Regions from separate parts of the Larimichthys crocea genome. Here region 1 is linked to region 2. The links are chromatin contacts, called in public Hi-C maps. All regions are on one chromosome and are shown on one strand. Each heading gives the region's core, a stretch centred on a gene start, on an enhancer-like site or on the middle of the called end of the contact. The rest is flanking DNA. Distances are from core to core; before and after follow the strand shown.

Region 1 (3,621 bases), core at 619-3,118, 170 kb after region 2:
TTCGCAGCTCCTGAGACTAGTTGAAGACAGTTAGACTGGAGCTGTTTAGTGAGCATCTCTATCAAAATACACAAATCCCGGGCAGCTATTACAGAGCACGCTATATCAAATGCAGATTATCATAAAGCAATGGGAGCTCACAGGAATCTCAGTAAGAGGCAATCATATCCTCGTACAGCCTAGATAACGTTTAATATTCCTCGCTGGGGTTCTCTCGGCTCTCTAGCCACATGATGGAAATCTATTCTGACCCTAACATTTCTGTGGTGAGTGAAATGGTAATGTCAGGAGTGTATTTAGCAAATCACCCCACTACAACCTCCAAATGATGACAGCAGAAATACTGTGTAGCTGCCAGTTAGTGTGTGTATACCTCAGCACGACACGAGCCTCTTGGGTTTTTCTCTGACTATTAAATTATAAGCTCTGGAGGTAAGGGGGTGGGGGTTGCTGAATTTAATCTACATCCCATAACACACACGTTTCATCATGGACCTGGTAATACCATAAAAATTCTTTTGTCATTATTGTTATGAAATTAAATCTCCATGGCTGGAGTAACATCAAAAGTGGTAAAAGCCCGGGAAGCATTAATCTAAGCAGTGGTGGGATGAGCGCCGGGCTTTCCCTGTGGCTTCAGACTGTGTCAATAATTGCTATAGTGTTTCTCTTTCGCCGCTTTGCTCTCCTCTGAGCCTGCTTAGCTGCCCTTGTACTTGGCGTAGGTCAGTGAAATTATGTCTGCTTCAGAAGTAGGTTAGAGCAAGCGGAGGTCTATTTTGATCTGTCAGTTACCATCAGCAGCTGTGCTGAAGAACTCTACTTATACATGTTATGGAGTTCAGAGCAAAGATATACAAGTTTGTGTAGTGATAAGAAAAGTTTGAACTACTCTGTGCTCCTTTACACCTTTGTCAGCTTATGTCCTCCTCTGTAAGTCGCTTTGGATAAAAGCGTCTGCTAAATGCAATGTAATGTAATGTAATGTAATGCAATGTAATGTAATGTAATGTAATGTAATGAGGGGGAAACAATTTTAAAAAACAACAACAACCTGGCATGGTTGTGTGTTCTCGCGAGAGGAGCAGGAGGTTCAAATTTGTAACAAACTCGACATAAAACGAAATATTTATATTTTATCACTTACAATAATACTTTGTTATGACAACAGGACGCACTTTCACTTCATAAAACTAAATTTGTGTCGACCTACAATTAAAAAAAAAAACGTGACAGGAGTTTTTGTTTTGTTTTTAAGCACAGGAGTTGAGTTTAATCACGCGCGCGCCGCTCCGTCGCCATACACGTACAGACGCACGCACGCACGCACGCACGCACACTTCACCCCCCCTCTGACTTTGACTCACCTGCGTTCCTCAGCTTCTTGTTCCGATACACGGAGAAGATGACCAAAAGGTTGCCCAGGATGTCAACAACTATAGTGAAGATGAGGAAGCACCCCAAAGTTGTGGTAACCCACGGCGGGCGGTTCAGGACGGTGTCAGTGGGGTCCGGCGAGGAGCTGTTCAGGTGAGACCCATTTATAACCATTGTATACAGTCGCTGAACTTTCACGACGGACCCAAATTTCAACGTGCCGTGACTCCCAGTGCGTCCTTAAAGCCTGGATCTCGGAGGCGCCGGTGTTGGGATACTACAGCCTCCCGTGCCTTTCATCTTCATCTTCTCTCCTTCTTCTCCTTCTTCTTCTTCTTCTTCTTCCCCCCTTCGTGGACTTTCTCCAGCTGTCTCGAATCAGCTCTGGTTGTCTTCTCCTTCCTCTGGTTTCCTCTGGTGTCACTTATGCGCCCGTGTGCCATTCACTTTGTCGGTACGCATGTGTGACATGAAGCCGCAGCATGTGATGCATGTTGAGTCCGGAGAGGAGCGGAGCGCTTTTTATTTTGAGGGAGAAACACTGTCACCTGGTGGCCGACAGGTGGAAAAGCAAATGAAAATGGCTCGGAAAGCGTCCTACTTCTTTGAGTTTGCCGGATGCGTGTTCATTCATGGCTTTGTGGTGGCTCGCTTTGGTTTATTTCAGCAGCCCCATTCATTATCATTTTGAAGAATCATTCATGTTTTCTCATGTTAATGTTTCAGGGGAGGGGAAAAGCCCACAACAACTCTTCTTTGAGCCACATCAATGTTGAAACATAATAATGAGTCTTTAAATTCACAGATTGATGTAGCTAGGTTGTTTTGCCCACATAAAAAATTTTTTTTTATATGATATAACACTGAATCATTTTTTTTTATAACTTAAAATGATAACAATAGCTTCACTCAAATGACTGAAATACTAATAAAATTGTTTTGTTTGAGCACAATGGGTGGAGTTTCTATACAAAGCATTTCCATAATTCTGTTGTTATTTAACGATGTTCACATTAAATGGGTCACCCCCACCCCCTCTACACACACACACACACACACACGCACGCACACACACACACACACATGGACACACTTCTGCAGCCTATTGAGCGGTCTCAGGAAATGACAGTTTGTCATAATAAATGATGAAAACTCACATTTACAGTTTTTTTTTATTGCAAATTGGAGGATGCTGCAGAAATATCACATTTGAGAGAGACTATCGATTAACCTGTCTAATGTGACAGAACTCAAGTCATCCTAATGAGTTAGCTCTGTTGCCCTTTTTATTACAGGATGAATTAAAAATGAAGCAGTGCATAGTTGTGAAGCCTCATCAGTGATTGGGAAGTACTTTGGGTTATAGTTGCAAGTTAGCCAAAAAGTGATTATCTGAATCATTTTTAGATCTATTTTCAGATCTATTATCTATTTTTTTATTTTTAGATCTTGAGATCTAAAGCTGAAGTATTATCTGAAAAAATAAATAAATAAATAAATCACGGATACAAAACTGCCTCGTCGCTCAATCCTGATCGATTTTTACACAAATTTATTTTTTATATTTGTGCAATTTGTGAAAATGTGAAGTTTCAGTCGATGACCTGAGTCACACTGTGTGCTTTGAGCTTATTTACAACAATCATCATATTTCACAGCCACTGCAAAGGACATTATCTATGTGCAGTCACTCTGTAGTCGTGACACATACACAGAAAGTATAGTACAGAAGTATACAAAGAGACTGCGGCCTTATTATTATAAGGCATTCATTTCATTCAGAGCTGTTTTGTGTTGCCAAACAAAAAAACAAAAAAAAAAAACACTTGGCCTTGTTACATTCATACATTCATTCAAAAATACGTCTGCAGCTGTCAATTCTAAGCTTGTAATTTCTGAAAAGCTCTGACCTATTTGGATTTTTTCCAAAACAAATCCCTAAATAAATATTACGATATGAAATATCATCAGATAATACGAGGAGCTGTGGCTCTCAGTAATGCAACTTTGGAATAAAAAAAAAAAAAGAATAGTTCAAAAATATCTTCTGAACTTCCCTTTGAACATCTCTCTCTATCATTTCACTTATTTGGATGTGCAGCATATTGATCGAGCTCCGACTTTTATTCTGAGGAGACTCAATTTATTATGTTCCTACTCAACAACAGCACAAAATTATTAGCCATAATAGTCCAGAGCTGCCTTTTTGAACTCTTCCTTCATCCTCCACATCATTGCTTTTTG
Region 2 (3,640 bases), core at 936-3,435:
ACACTGTTCTGTTTATCTGTATAAAGTGAATGTACACCACTTATCAGATGGTTATCAGACGTTTCTTCCATAGTTTCCTACTGTTGCGCTTTCTCCTTCTTCCACACCCTTGACATATTCTCTACTCTTCCCACTATTAAACTCTAGATAAGAGTTTAATAGTTCTGTATTGTTTAAGTGGCATGTCATGGGATGTTTTCGATAAAATGTATGTTTAAGAGTGAAAGGCAAAGACAAATGAGCCTAATGAAATATTCCCTGAGTCGAGATCTTTGAATCGGCTGATTCTGGTTTGGCATCACGACATGAAACAGTGGTCTCTTGGTTGAAAAAGTGATTGTCCAATGCGGACTGCAGGCAGGATTTTTTACTTTGGTCCGCACTCAAAACCAGTATGTTGGCGTGGCTACACATCAATGTCGACTTATGACATTAGATTCAGGCGGATATGTTGATCTCCAGTGATGGTTTCTCACATGGAAATCGGTTAGAGTGGTGGCAATGTCCAACTGATTGGTTGACAAATCTGTCTGATCAGGCAAAGTCAAATGGCATTCAGGAATAAAAAATGCTATGAATGTTAGAAGATGTGCGGTGCAGTGACAGGGAAGAGGACAGGTTAATGTTACTGAACATCTCCTGAAACCTTAGGGTGTGAGCCCAGCAGATGAAGGACTCATAGAGGTTGCTGTGGTATCATGTCCCTGCATAATGTTGGAAAAACAACACATTATTTTAAGATTTTAAAGCTCTCAGGCAGTACACATCCAGCAGACACAGAGTAACATTAGTATTGATCTGGTTTCTGACCACCCAAGGACTTTAATATTCCCTCTGTATTTTGTTTTTTGGCCAACTCTTATCTCTTCAAATATATACTATTTAGTTGCTAAATGCTCTACTAAGTTAATGGTTTATGGTGCTACCAATTAGGTTAAGCGACTCAGAAATTTTAGGCTGCAAACAGAAAATAGCTGCCTGCTGCTGCTTAAATCAAGGTTGATGACAGTGATGTGAATGACCCAAACGCTCTATGGAGGAGAACTAAGGTGAACTGCAGAGTTTGGTGATAATGCTCTGTGGGTCATCACTGTGACCAGCTCCTTTCTCATTTCAAATTGTCATTTAATCAATAAAATATATATATAAATATAAATTTATAAAAATACTAACTAGTGCAGCTTTAAGTAATTCTTTTTTCACTTGCGGCAACTGTGATTCTGGTGGTAGATCATGTTGCCAAATGATAACAGAGTTGGGGGTTTGATCCAGTTAGGGTTAGGGTTGCATCATGGAGGGCATGGTGTAAAAATGGCTCTGCCAAATCAAATATGTGGATAATCAGATCTCCATGCCAGGTCGGACGGCGACTGGTTTGCCATCAAGATTAAAACAGATTGATCTGCTGAAGGAAGTACCTGTAGTTAGTAATGCAGTGATCAGTTCAATGGAAAGAATTTACACAGTACAAAACAGAATTTAGTACAAAGCATTATTATGTAACAAAATAATTGTTTGGTGACTGCACATTCCCAATAGAAACATGAGCTTATAGAACTTCAATACAATTTACACAATCCACAGTTACTAATTAGAAACTTGAATGAGGCCACGTTCCTTCAAGAAATAGCATATATGTTATATGACTAAAAATTCTATAAAAGTCTTTCAAATAAAGACTAAAATGCCTGAGATTTAATGAAAACTGTGATATCAGACCTGTCCTGGGTGAACCTGCCTCTTCTGTTCTATGTTAACTGGGATTGGCTCCAGTCCTTCACAACAAGTGTTTATGTAGGAAGAATGAATGAGTGTGATATCTCACATATTATTTACATTCATTTCACAACAGTGAAAACCTGTTATAATCATAAAATGTATCTGTCACTGAGATAAGGAGGTTATTTATTAGCCAGTCACAGTGGACGTGGCTGTATGAAGACAAATACCAAACAAGGATAGAAGGACAAAGGTCTTGTTCAGGGCAGGTGAACTAGGTAATCATGTTTATTTATCTCCCAGGACATATATCCCCTTCTTGCTTTTAAAGTATTATATAACATGATCGAGTACGATAAATGACAATAAATACAGTGGGGACCTTTAACCTAGCAAGCTATCAGGGGATTGGCTGCAGAAAAAAGGAGGAGCAAAAGCAGAGAATTCACATCACATTGATAGTGAAGGCGTGACAAAACACCCTGGTACTGCTGCTTCAGTACACACATACAGTGCGCATACACACAGCAACAAAGATGGCAGTTTTAGCTGGTAGTTACTCAATACCTTTAATTGGAGTAAGCCTTTTCATTGCTGCTCTGACCTACATCACCTACAAGCTGCTGCTCAGCAGTTACGTGCACAAATGGTTTCAGATGAAGCCTATTCCAGAGCTGGAGGGAACATATCCCTTCATTGGAAATGCACTGCAGTTCAAAACAAATGCAGGAGGTAAGAAAACATTCAGCATGCTACTACAGGAGGCTGATTTATAAATTGTCAAGGCCTAGACCATGAGGCACAATCAAAGTCAACAACATTTTATTTTGACTGAAAATTGATGTAATTGCCTGCACCATTATTGTCTGATTTTTATTTTACAGATTTCTTTAAACAAATTGTGGAAATTACCACTGAGTACTCTAATGTACCGCTGCTTAAATTCTGGCTGGGAACAGTTCCATTTCTGGTTCTGTTTCATGCTGAAACTGTTGAGGTAATGTGCATACGGTAGAAATAAATCTTGAATATATGTCTTTGATGCACTCATCTTCGTGAGTTAACAGGAGTACACAGTATTTTTATTCAGATTCAGTGAAGTGTTTTACAGACGGCTACAACAACCAAATACTGAAGCATGTGACAACCGTGTCACATCATGTCCTGCACCTCACCATTCCATTGTTGAACAAAAAACCTTTCAGCAGTTTAAGCTTGAACTATTTAATTGATAACTCATTTGTTTATTTATTTTCCTTCTGTAGCCGGTTCTGAACAACCCTATTCATATAGAAAAAGCCTTAATATACAGTTTCCTCCACCCTTGGCTTGGCACTGGTCTTCTTACCAGGTATGTATCTGTGGGTCTCCTCTACACAATAAACTATAACAGCCAAACAAACAAAAAAATTAAAAACATCCAAAATGTCAAAGCATTCGAAATCAGGTAACGATGGCTTTGGTCAAATAAATATATATATATAAGACTATCACTATGTCGCAGATATACTGTAGACCACTGGTTCGCAGCCTTTTTCCTTGAGGTACCCTTTCTATCATGGCACAGAGCAACTGATAAAGTGTACAATTAACAGAAATGGTGAAGGGATGAATTGAATATTTCTTCAGAGATGAGTTGTCCTGATACATTCATGATCTTTAAACCAAACTAACTAACAAAAACATATCAAATACATGGTTTGTAATGACAATAAAAAAGTGATATAGTCAGAAATATATAATACAATTATATTTTTGTTAAGAATTATTAGAGTACTCACTGAGGACCCAACACTACATCAGTCATGTGATTATTTTTATGTTTATTTCTAAACAAAAATTAAAGTGCTGCTGAGATATGTCCAACTTATATACACTACATATACACTACATATACAATATATATATATATATATATATA

The links. A called contact is a pair of places that touch in the nucleus more often than the background predicts.
Region 1: a Hi-C map of muscle shows a contact between it and region 2, with 3 times the contacts expected there. The contact joins the promoter of mtnr1aa here to the promoter of cyp4v2a in region 2. A contact is called at or near these places in 3 of 7 Hi-C or Micro-C datasets (all in muscle).

The regions. Positions count from the first base shown.
Region 1 is chrX:26,913,344-26,916,964 of L_crocea_2.0, forward strand. mtnr1aa (melatonin receptor 1A a) reads right to left here and starts at 1,869. Exons shown (of 2, transcript XM_010729290.3): 1 at 1,368-1,869. The coding sequence starts at 1,551.
Region 2 is chrX:26,745,339-26,748,978 of L_crocea_2.0, forward strand. cyp4v2a (cytochrome P450, family 4, subfamily V, member 2a) reads left to right here and starts at 2,186. Exons shown (of 11, transcript XM_010729301.3): 1 at 2,186-2,451; 2 at 2,604-2,716; 3 at 2,985-3,070. The coding sequence starts at 2,256.